Regions from separate parts of the Mus musculus genome. Here region 2 is linked to region 1. The links are chromatin contacts, called in public promoter capture Hi-C maps. All regions are on one chromosome and are shown on one strand. The core of a region is the stretch at or near the end of the contact, and the rest is flanking DNA. Distances in the headings are between cores, read along the strand shown.

Region 1 (4,729 bases), core at 724-3,223:
TTCCCTTTTCAAATCAACTTCTTGGACCACAACGGCTTACGAATCATTTCTTTCTCTCACAAGATCATCCCAACGAGGATCCATTTCAGTTGTGGCAACTCGAAACAGTGCTTGGAGATGCTCATCCGTCAGTGGCTGGCTCAATGTGTGCTGGTTTCGAGTTAAATATGCAAAAGCCTTATCACAGATCTGGTTACTATCAAATAAGGATGCCACCTTATAGGCAACCCCTTTGATAATTGGGTAAGCTTCACCAGACAGTCCTGCATAAAACTGTCCCAAGTCTTTGACTCTGTACTCATTCCACAGGTCAGTGTTGGCCTGAAGTTTTGTTAGCTCCACTCTTACAGAAATAGGCGCATATTCCGGTTTAAAGCTAAATGGATTTGAGAAAAGTTCTAAGTCCTTTTTAATGAACCTGAGGTCCTTAAAATGTCTCTCAAAATCTTTCTGTAGGCGGGAGATCACCATTTGATACCTGTCAGGATCAAATATTTTTTGATCTTCCTTAAACTGCTGTTTAAGTTCATCAACGATTATACTGAAGGCAGGAAAGTCTGTTAGATTTACTTCCTCCATATGTCTCTGAAGTGAACTCAGCTTACCCTCAAAGGTGCAGATGCGTTCAAAGGCAGCAGCAGCAAAGACTTTACTGATCTGCAGTTCTTCACTGATCTCTCGAAGATAGTCCATAATATCTACCAAGAAACCAAAATCACAAAGCCACTGCTTGTCTGAGAAATGAACTGTTGTTGCCCCCACTGAGACCAAGAACGCCTCGATTTCTTTTCTTAGTGAAAATATTAGTTTTAACGTTTTGCCTCTTCTCAGCCAGTTGTTCAAACACCGTCCGTTAACTCTTTCACCATGCTCTGACTCAGACTCAGTTAGTAGAGGCTGAAACTCCGGTCGCCTAACACCTCTGGTCTTAATCATAACTACCCATTCAGATATGGTATTTATGATCTGATTAATATCAACATCATAAGAACTCAACAGTTCCAAGTGAAGAAATCCCGAATAGTGGATTACGTTCCAACAGTTGGGACTCACGGCCTTCTCTCTCATGTAGGAGACCAGTCCGGAGTTCTCGCCGATCATCCTTAAAGTGTGGGTCGTGGTCAGTCCAACCATTCGCTGTAAGCTGAGCCCTGCTGTCTGCAGGGCTTCCAGAATTGCCGACATGAGAGCCCCAACACTGAAGTGATGAGTCAGGTTGATAATCGTCAGAAGATCTTCTTGCACCTCCAGGTCGCGGCCGACGCCACGGATGAAGACCAGCAGGTAGTTCTCATAGGCCACAAAAGCCTGGTCATCCAAAGCAAGGGAATAGGCCTTAAAGTCCCTGGCTCGGTTAAACAGCTGGCTGCGGAGGTTGCTGTCAATGCTCAGAATCCTCTGCCGTGTGATCTCTGGAGACAAGTCAATGCCTTCCAGGACGCCGACGTGATCCGGCAGCACCTCTCTCAGCAACACCTCCATGCACTGGTGTACGAAGTCACCCTCACCCCAGCCGCGACCCTTCAAGGCCAAGAAGCGGCAGAGGCCGAGGCCTGCCCGGGTCGCTCTCTCCTCCGGAGTGAGCACGGCGGCCAAAGACATGTCACCCTGCCGCAGACGCTCGACCAGGGCCGCGCGTTCCTCGTCCCCTACAAACCGCTCGTAGAATTCGTGCTCGGCCTCGTAGTGGCGCCTCACGTCGCGTTCCCGAGTAGAGGCGACCAGGCGGCGACACACCAGGCACAGGGCCCCGTCACCCTCCGCAGGCTCCACCACCAGGTATCGCTGGGTCCACTCGGGCCGGAACACCAGAGCCTCGTCGACTTCCATCCTAATCCTCTTGGGCGTCATCCACATTCTGCGGAGGCCACAGGAGAACGCCGAGCTCTGAGGCCGCAGCAAACGGGGAGGAGCCCGACGAACGCCAAGCACCCCCTGGGTTCTGCGCCAGATCACCCGAGCAGGGGTGCACCAGCCTCCGCCAGGGCACCTCCGTTCCTATTGGCTGGAGATTTCGTATTCCCTCAGCTCTCAGAAATGAGCCAATAGGAAGAGCGGACCGTGAACTTTGACGCGCAAGCGCGTTGCCTTCTAGCCTGGTGTCGGGCCGCTGTTTAGAGCGGGACAGAGATCCCAGGAACTGACGTGTAAAAGCGCTTGACTGGCATTCATGCTGCCCAATCAGCACTTGCCGCTGGGAAGACGGCGCAGGACTGCAGTCGGCCGAAGCTGAAGGAAGAACTTGAGCGTGAGGAGCTCGAGTGATTGGCTGACTGGGAACTCGGGCGCCAATATGGCGTTTGTAGCAGGAGTTATTCGGCGTCTGGACGAGACGGTAGTGAACCGCATAGCGGCGGGGGAAGTCATTCAGCGGCCGGCCAATGCTATCAAAGAGATGATAGAAAACTGGTACGGAGGGAGCGGAGCCGAGTTCCCCGACTGAGAGCCGGGGCGGGCCGACCCACCTGCTGCAGTCGGCCACCGTGCGGGGCACCGAGCACGGGGACCGTGGGGGCATCGGGCACAGGGACCCTGCGCGTGCCAGGCTGGTTTCCCATTATGCACACGGCCGAAGGTCCTCACGACTTGCGCGAGACCTGTTTGGGTCGCAAGTAGGGGAAGCACGCGTGGTATTGGTTTAATGGTATCTTCCTGGAGTATGCGGCTCGCCGCCACGTTACATACAACGAAGATGCGCGGCTGACGATGTGTGAATGTGTAAGGGTGGAAGAGAAACAGTCTTCAGAGTGTGCCATTTTAGGTTTATCATTCATTCCCGGAATAATCCCTACACATCCAAGGCACAGTTTCTTCTGAGTTTTATTCAGACGTATCAGGACATGGGGCTTTTTTTCTGACTCTCCTCTTGTCAAATTAGTGAGTGACCCTAGTCTGAGACTTAGACCTGCATCTGAGACTTAGACCCGTCAGGTTGTGGAGGGGAGAAGTTAAACGTGTACTGTTTAACCTTTAATAGGCACAGTGAATAGTATACCCCAAAGTAGACACACCACCAAATAAGTTCAAAAAGGACACTGTGTACATAAGGACTTTGTGTTAATATCAGTTGATGGTTGTGAAAGCCAAAGAAGACAAATGTTCAGAAGTGCACTGAAAAGACAAAGCATTCAGAACGATGACACTGAGATAAATGACCTCAGGCCCTCTTTGGGGTCCAAAGACCTTTATGCAGGAGTCACCTAAGACCATCGTGAAATTCTGATATTTACATTACAATTCAGAGCAATAGCAAAATTGCAGTTATGAAGTAGCAACAAAATAATTTTATAGTTAAGAGTCACCACAATGTAACAATGGGTCCCAGTTTTAAGAAGGTTGAGAACCACTGCCACAGGGAGGAAAGGAAACTGAAGAGATAACCAGAGGAAGGAGCAGGGAGCCCTCGGACATTTGATTTGGTGTCAATAGGCTGCCCTAGGATAGGTTTTGCTTTTACTGTGTTAGGATGACCTGGAGAACTTGTTCACTTAATTGTACTATGCCTGAATCACCTACAATAAAAAACTAAGCTTAAAAGTAGCATAGCAACGCATGCAAGCAGAGATTATGCACAGATCCTACTTAAATATTTAAGTCGAGGTTTTTGATACAGAGGTGCTAAGAAAAGTTTATTACTTAAGTAACTTACTGGCTTCTTGTTTTTAAAAAAGGCATTTTCCTGAGAGGAGTTGAAAGCTTCCATTTTTCATGTAGCCCCAGGTCAAATTTGTTTCCTGTGGTAGATATTCTATGAGCATAGGCTGCTCTGAAAATACAAGAGTTTCATTCTTTTAAAGATATTTTCCTCTTTTTAATTTAGTTTATTTTGTTTACTTATTTGTGTGATAGGGATTGTGTGTACAACACACTTGTGAAGGTCAGAGGACAACTTTGATTCTCTCCTTCCATCATGTGGGTCCCAGGGATTGAACTCAGGTCCTTGGTTGGTGCCAGGTGCTTTCGCCCACTCAGACATTTTGTAGTCCCTATTAGCATCTTCTTTCATTTTAAATTTTCATTTTATTTGTGGGGATGTTTTACCTGCATGTATGTCTCTGCACCATGTACATCGATTGCTCTCAGAGACCAGAGAGGGAGTCAGGTCCTCTGTAGCTGGAGCTACAGCTACCATGTGGATGCTAGGAATGAACTCTGGAAGAGCAGCCAGGACTCTTAATGGCTAAGCCATCTCTCCAGGTTCCAGCTCCTTAAGTCTCTTAAAGAAATTTCTGCATGGCAGTTTTTCTTTGCTTCATCATGAATGTGTTGAGGAAAACTGCATTTTTAAATGATGTTTATTAGAGTCACTTAGAAACCAGAGACTGATTAGAGTTGTTATAACAGTAAACGTAGTTGAAATGAGAGTAAGAGACACTTGTGCTGAAAGGACTGCCCTACAGGGACAGAAATGTGCTCTGTCCTTGCCACTTACGCAGGGTGTACATTCATACAGTACCCACATTGAGCTTGTAAGACAGAGAAAGCATGCAAGTCAAACACTGTGTTTGTTTGAAATTTGATGTTACAGTATATGCATCAGAGTAGTTGATATTACAATATGTGCATCAGAGTAGATGATATTACAGTATGTGCATCAGAGTGGTTGATATCACAGTATGTTCATCAGAGTGGTTGATATCACAGTATGTGCATCACAGTGGTTGATATCACAGTATGTGCATCACAGTGGTTGATATCACAGTATGTGCATCACAGTGGTTGATATTAC
Region 2 (4,729 bases), core at 1,602-4,101, 3.3 Mb before region 1:
ATTTATTTATTTATTTATTTATTTACTTACTTACTTACTTACTTATTTTTGAGACAGGGTACCACTATGCAGCCCAGGCTGGCCTAAGCCTTTCAGTTTTGCTAACCCGGCCTCCCAAATGCTGGCATTTCAGGCTGTGCCACCATACCAAGCTTCAGCCGCTAATTTTATTGCTTTGTCTTGTCTTTTGAGACGGAGGCTGGCCAGGAACTGATTGCAATGTTCCTGCCTTAACCTCTGTGTGCTGGGATTGCAGATACTGAGACACCATGTCCAGCTTCTGCCCCTATTTTTTTTTATCAATACAACGTTTAGGTGCTGTAGAGATGGTTGAACATTTAAGAGAGCTTACTGCTTGTCTTAGTTAGGGTTTTACTGCTGTGAACAGATACCATGACCAAGGCAACTCTAATAAGGACAACATTTAATTGGGGCTGGCTTACAGGTTCAGAGGTTCAGTCCATTATCATCAAGGCAGGAACATGGCAACATCCAGGCAGGCATGGTGCAGGAGGAGCTGAGAGTGCTACATCTTCATTTGGAGGCTGCTAGTGGAAGACTGAACCCAGGCATCTTAGGACTAGGGTATTAGCCCACACCCACAGTGACACACCCACTCCAAATGGCGACACCTCCTAATAGTGCCACTCCCTGCCTCAAGCATATATATATAAACCATCACACTGTTCCACCAGAAGACTGGAATTCAGTGCCCAGCACCCATATCAGCAGCTTGAGAAATCCCTGTAACTCCAATTTCAAGGAATCTTAATACCCCCTTCTGGTGTCAGTGGAGACCTGTGCACACACCTATACGACACAATACATCTTTAGATAAACTTGTGTTACACTTTACACTTGTGTGTGTGTGTGCGTATGTGTGTGTGTATGTGTGTGTGTGTATGTGTGTGTATGTGTGTGTGTGTATGTGTGAGTGTGTATGTGTGTGTGAGTGTGTGTGTGTGTGAATGTGTGTGTATGTTTGTGTATGTGTGTGTGTGTATGTGTGTGTATGTGTATGTGTGTGTGTGTGTGTGTGTGTATGTGTGTGTGTGTGTATGTGTGTGTGTGTATGTGTGTGCACTGTGTGTGTGTGTGTGTGTGTGTGTGTGTGATGTATTCTTGCTGCCACAGAAGATAATGTGCTTCTCTCCTTCCACCCTGTGATACCGGGAACTGAACTAAAAATTCAGATTTAGTAGCAAGTGCCTTTACCTTGCAGAGAGATCTGTGCCCAAACGGTCATTAAAATTTTTTTTGAAGCCTTCCCTAACAATTTCATTATAAACAGAAAGGAGAGTTCCTTCTGGTCCTCATTTTTATATTATAAAGTCTCCCATCTTTGTTTAGGGGAGCTCTGTTCAGTTTTGGAGGGCCCATAGTTAATTTTCACTTCCACATCCCAGGAGTAGAAGGTCACAAAGGGATCTTCGATGTTGTTTGGACAGTGGAGCTCTGGAAAGCAGAGGGGTCTCTGGTCTTCCCATGATGCTGTAGGTCACTTGTGGGGGGTGGGGGTGGGGGAGAGGAGTGTGTGTGTGTGTGGCTTGTCCCTGAAGTATCTGAGCCCCAAGGGATTTGCCTCTTCAGCAGCCTGTCCAGAATGGATTCATGTTTCTAGAATGATCTTTTCTGTTGTTGTTTTTTTTTTTTTTCCCCATGAATAAAAGGCAGTATCTAGAATTGCATCCTATCCGTATCATTACGATCCAGGAATGGTTACTTAGATTGGAAGCTACATTCTCTTCTAGGCTTTCATAATCATACACACACACACACACACACTCACACACACACACACACACACACACACACACACACACACACACACACACAGTGTGTCTATGTGGGGGTATGTGCACATGAAGCAAGAAGTTCAGAGCCACCCAAAGTGGGGTTCTGAGAATTGAACTCTCCTCTTGATGGACTGCAGAGCTAACCTTTCCAGTTCTTTCATCACTTTCTTGAGAGGTTTCATGTAGCCCAGATCTTGAACGTGTGAGGGTCCAGCGTGCAGTCTTTTTCCTTTCAAAGTATAATCTACAGAGTGAAATTTTATACACAGCTTGATGGCATTTGTTTATGTATTTTACTCGCGAGTTAATTTGACAGAGGGTCTCACAGTGTAGTTCTGCCCTAGCCTCTTGCTTGCTGAATTATAATGGGTACACCACCACACCCATCTTAAGTAGCATTAAAAAAAAAAAGTTCTGAGAGCAGCCTTTCCAAGTCTTTCTTCTGAGAGCCTTAAAGTTTCACCCTCAGAACCGCCTGGGGCACCACCCAGATGGCCGCGGGGCCCGTCAGTGGGTCGCCTTCTCTTAACAGCTGCCTGGGCTCCCATTAAAACTGAGAGCAACCAGCCCCTTGGACGTCCAGAATTCAGAGTCGTTTAGTTCCATGCATCCAACTGCACAACTGTGCGATGCTTGAGGTCGGTCTCAGCTTTGTAGAGTCCTAGAGAAATGTAAAGGAAAAGGAAGAGAAAAAAAAGGGGGTGATGGTGGTGTTGGGGGTGGGGGGACCTAGCTCTCCGGGGCAGTGGCCATCAGCTTCCAAGAGGCAAAGATTCAGAATGAAGTCTTTTTTTCTTTCTTTCTTTCTTTTTTTTTTTTTTAATAAACGGAAGAGTCGCTCTGCGTTCCTCGCCCAGGAGGTTCCAAAGGTCGTCACACTGAGGCCTGGGGGCGATCGTCTCCCCCGCGGCCGGAGCGGGGGAGGAGGGTGGTGGGAGGAGGGGAGGCGTACACAAAAGCCGGCCGGGCCAAGAGGGCTAATGTTTCCTGTTTGCCTGGAACCCCCTCCCCGGCCTCCCCTCCCCCACCCCTCCCAGCACTCGGGCGGAAGTGAGTTTGCTCCTTTGGAGATTAAAAGGATTCCGAATTCCGATCAGTCCCAATAACCCGCGTTCTGAGAGGCGGCAAAGCGGAGAAAGAAGGGGGACACGCGCACGCACACAGCCCCTCGTTCGGGGGAGTCGTGCAAAATAAAGCCCAAAGCAACCCAGGACACCAGGGCATCGGGAGAGCCTGAGCCCGGTAGGCGCAGCGCAGCCGGGGCCACCCGCATCCCCGCTCGGCGAATCGTTCGTAGGAGGATGACGCAGGCGGGAGCCGCGGGCGGCGTTGGCCACGCGGCTCCCGAAGTGGCCGCGCGGGTCCCTCGCGTACTCCTCTGATTCGAGCAAGCCCGGGAGGGAGACTCGGTTCCCGAGGCTCCGGGATTGAAGGGGGGACCCAAGCGAGGGTGAAATGGCCCGATGACAAAGGAAATGTGATCCTCCTTCGCTGCCCAGGTTTCGGAGAGGACGGCCGTGAGGAGGAGGGGCGCGCGGCTCGCGCGGAACGCGGATAGCATTGCACGACGGCCCCGCGCGGAGCGGGCGGCCCGTACATCCAATATCTTCCCGCCGATGAATAATTCAGGGCGGCCCGCGGGGACCTGCGGCCCCGCGCCGCGGAGCGCCTGAGGCCGGAGAAGGGTCGGAGCGCGCGCTAGAGAGCGAGCCAGGAGGCCGGAGGACACGCGGGCGCCGGGCCGCGTGGGGCGCGCGCGCGTGTGAGCGCATAGAGACCGCGGCCCGGCAGGGCTGCGCACGGGCGCGGAGCGTGTGGGGCGCGCGTGCGTACTTGGCACGCGTGCTTCCGCGGGCCGGGGGCCCCCGCACGAGGCGCAGCTGCGCGCCCGAGCCGACCGCGCCGCGGGGGAGGCTGCGCCTCGGCCGCCACGCAGGAGCTCCTGCCGCCGCGTCATGCGGCGGGGCGGCCGGCGGCGCGCGCGGGGACTTGGACTGCTGCGACTCCCGGACGTTTTCCCCTCCCTCCAGGAGGCTCAATTCATTTAGCCGGAGGGCAAGGAAAAAAAAAAAACAACACAAGCAAGACTCGTTGGGACCAAATTGGTTTGCGCCGCGGGGACCGGATTCCACGGCGGACTTTGAGACTTGTGCGGGCGCTCGTTTGCTGAGGAGTAGCAGTGCAAACCCGCCCTGCCGAGGTGGCCCAGGGGTCGCCTCCACCGCGTCCTCGATGCGCTCTGCTGAGTGAGCCGCGCGCCCTCATCCTCCTCGCCGCGCGCCCTCTGCCCTCCAGCCCGCCTGCAAATGGCTTCGTTCCCGGAGACCGACTTCCAGATCTGCCTGCTGTGCAAGGAGATGTGCGGCTCGCCCGCGCCGCTCTCCTCCAACTCGTCCGCCTCGTCGTCGTCCTCGCAGACTTCCACGTCGTCGGCGGGCGGCGGCGGCCCCGGGGCGGCGGCGCGGCGTCTTCACGTCTTGCCCTGCCTGCACGCCTTCTGCCGGCCGTGCCTCGAGGCGCACCGGCTGCCCGCTCCCGGAGGCGCGGGCCCCGCCGAGGCGCTGAAGCTGCGCTGCCCCGTATGTGACCAGAAGGTGGTCCTGGCCGAGGCGGCGGGCATGGACGCGCTGCCATCCTCCGCCTTCCTGCTCAGCAACCTGCTGGACGCCGTGGTGGCCACCGCCGAAGAGCCGCCGCCCAAGAACGGGCGCGCGGGCGGCGGCCCCGGGGGCGCGGGCGGCCACAGCAACCACCGGCACCATGCGCACCACCCGGCCCAGCGCGCCGCCGCTCCAGCGCCGCAGCCGCCGCCCGGCCCGGCCGCCTCCCCCGGGTCGCTGCTGATGCGCCGGCCGCACGGCTGCAGCTCCTGCGACGAGGGCAACGCCGCCTCGTCGCGCTGCCTCGACTGCCAGGAACACCTGTGCGACAAC

What was found. Promoter capture Hi-C pulls out the DNA fragments that hold promoters and counts their contacts.
Region 2: a promoter capture Hi-C map of cranial neural crest shows a contact between it and region 1. The contact joins the promoter of Trim71 here to the promoter of Epm2aip1 in region 1.

Annotation. Positions count from the first base shown.
Region 1 is chr9:111,269,089-111,273,817 of GRCm38.p6, reverse strand. Epm2aip1 (EPM2A (laforin) interacting protein 1) reads right to left here and starts at 1,973. Exons shown (of 1, transcript NM_175266.4): 1 at 1-1,973. The coding sequence starts at 1,857. The coding sequence ends at 37. Mlh1 (mutL homolog 1) reads left to right here and starts at 2,210. Exons shown (of 19, transcript NM_026810.2): 1 at 2,210-2,409. The coding sequence starts at 2,294.
Region 2 is chr9:114,562,491-114,567,219 of GRCm38.p6, reverse strand. It overlaps Trim71 (tripartite motif-containing 71), which reads left to right and starts at 2,851. Exons shown (of 4, transcript NM_001042503.2): 1 at 2,851-4,729. The coding sequence starts at 4,103.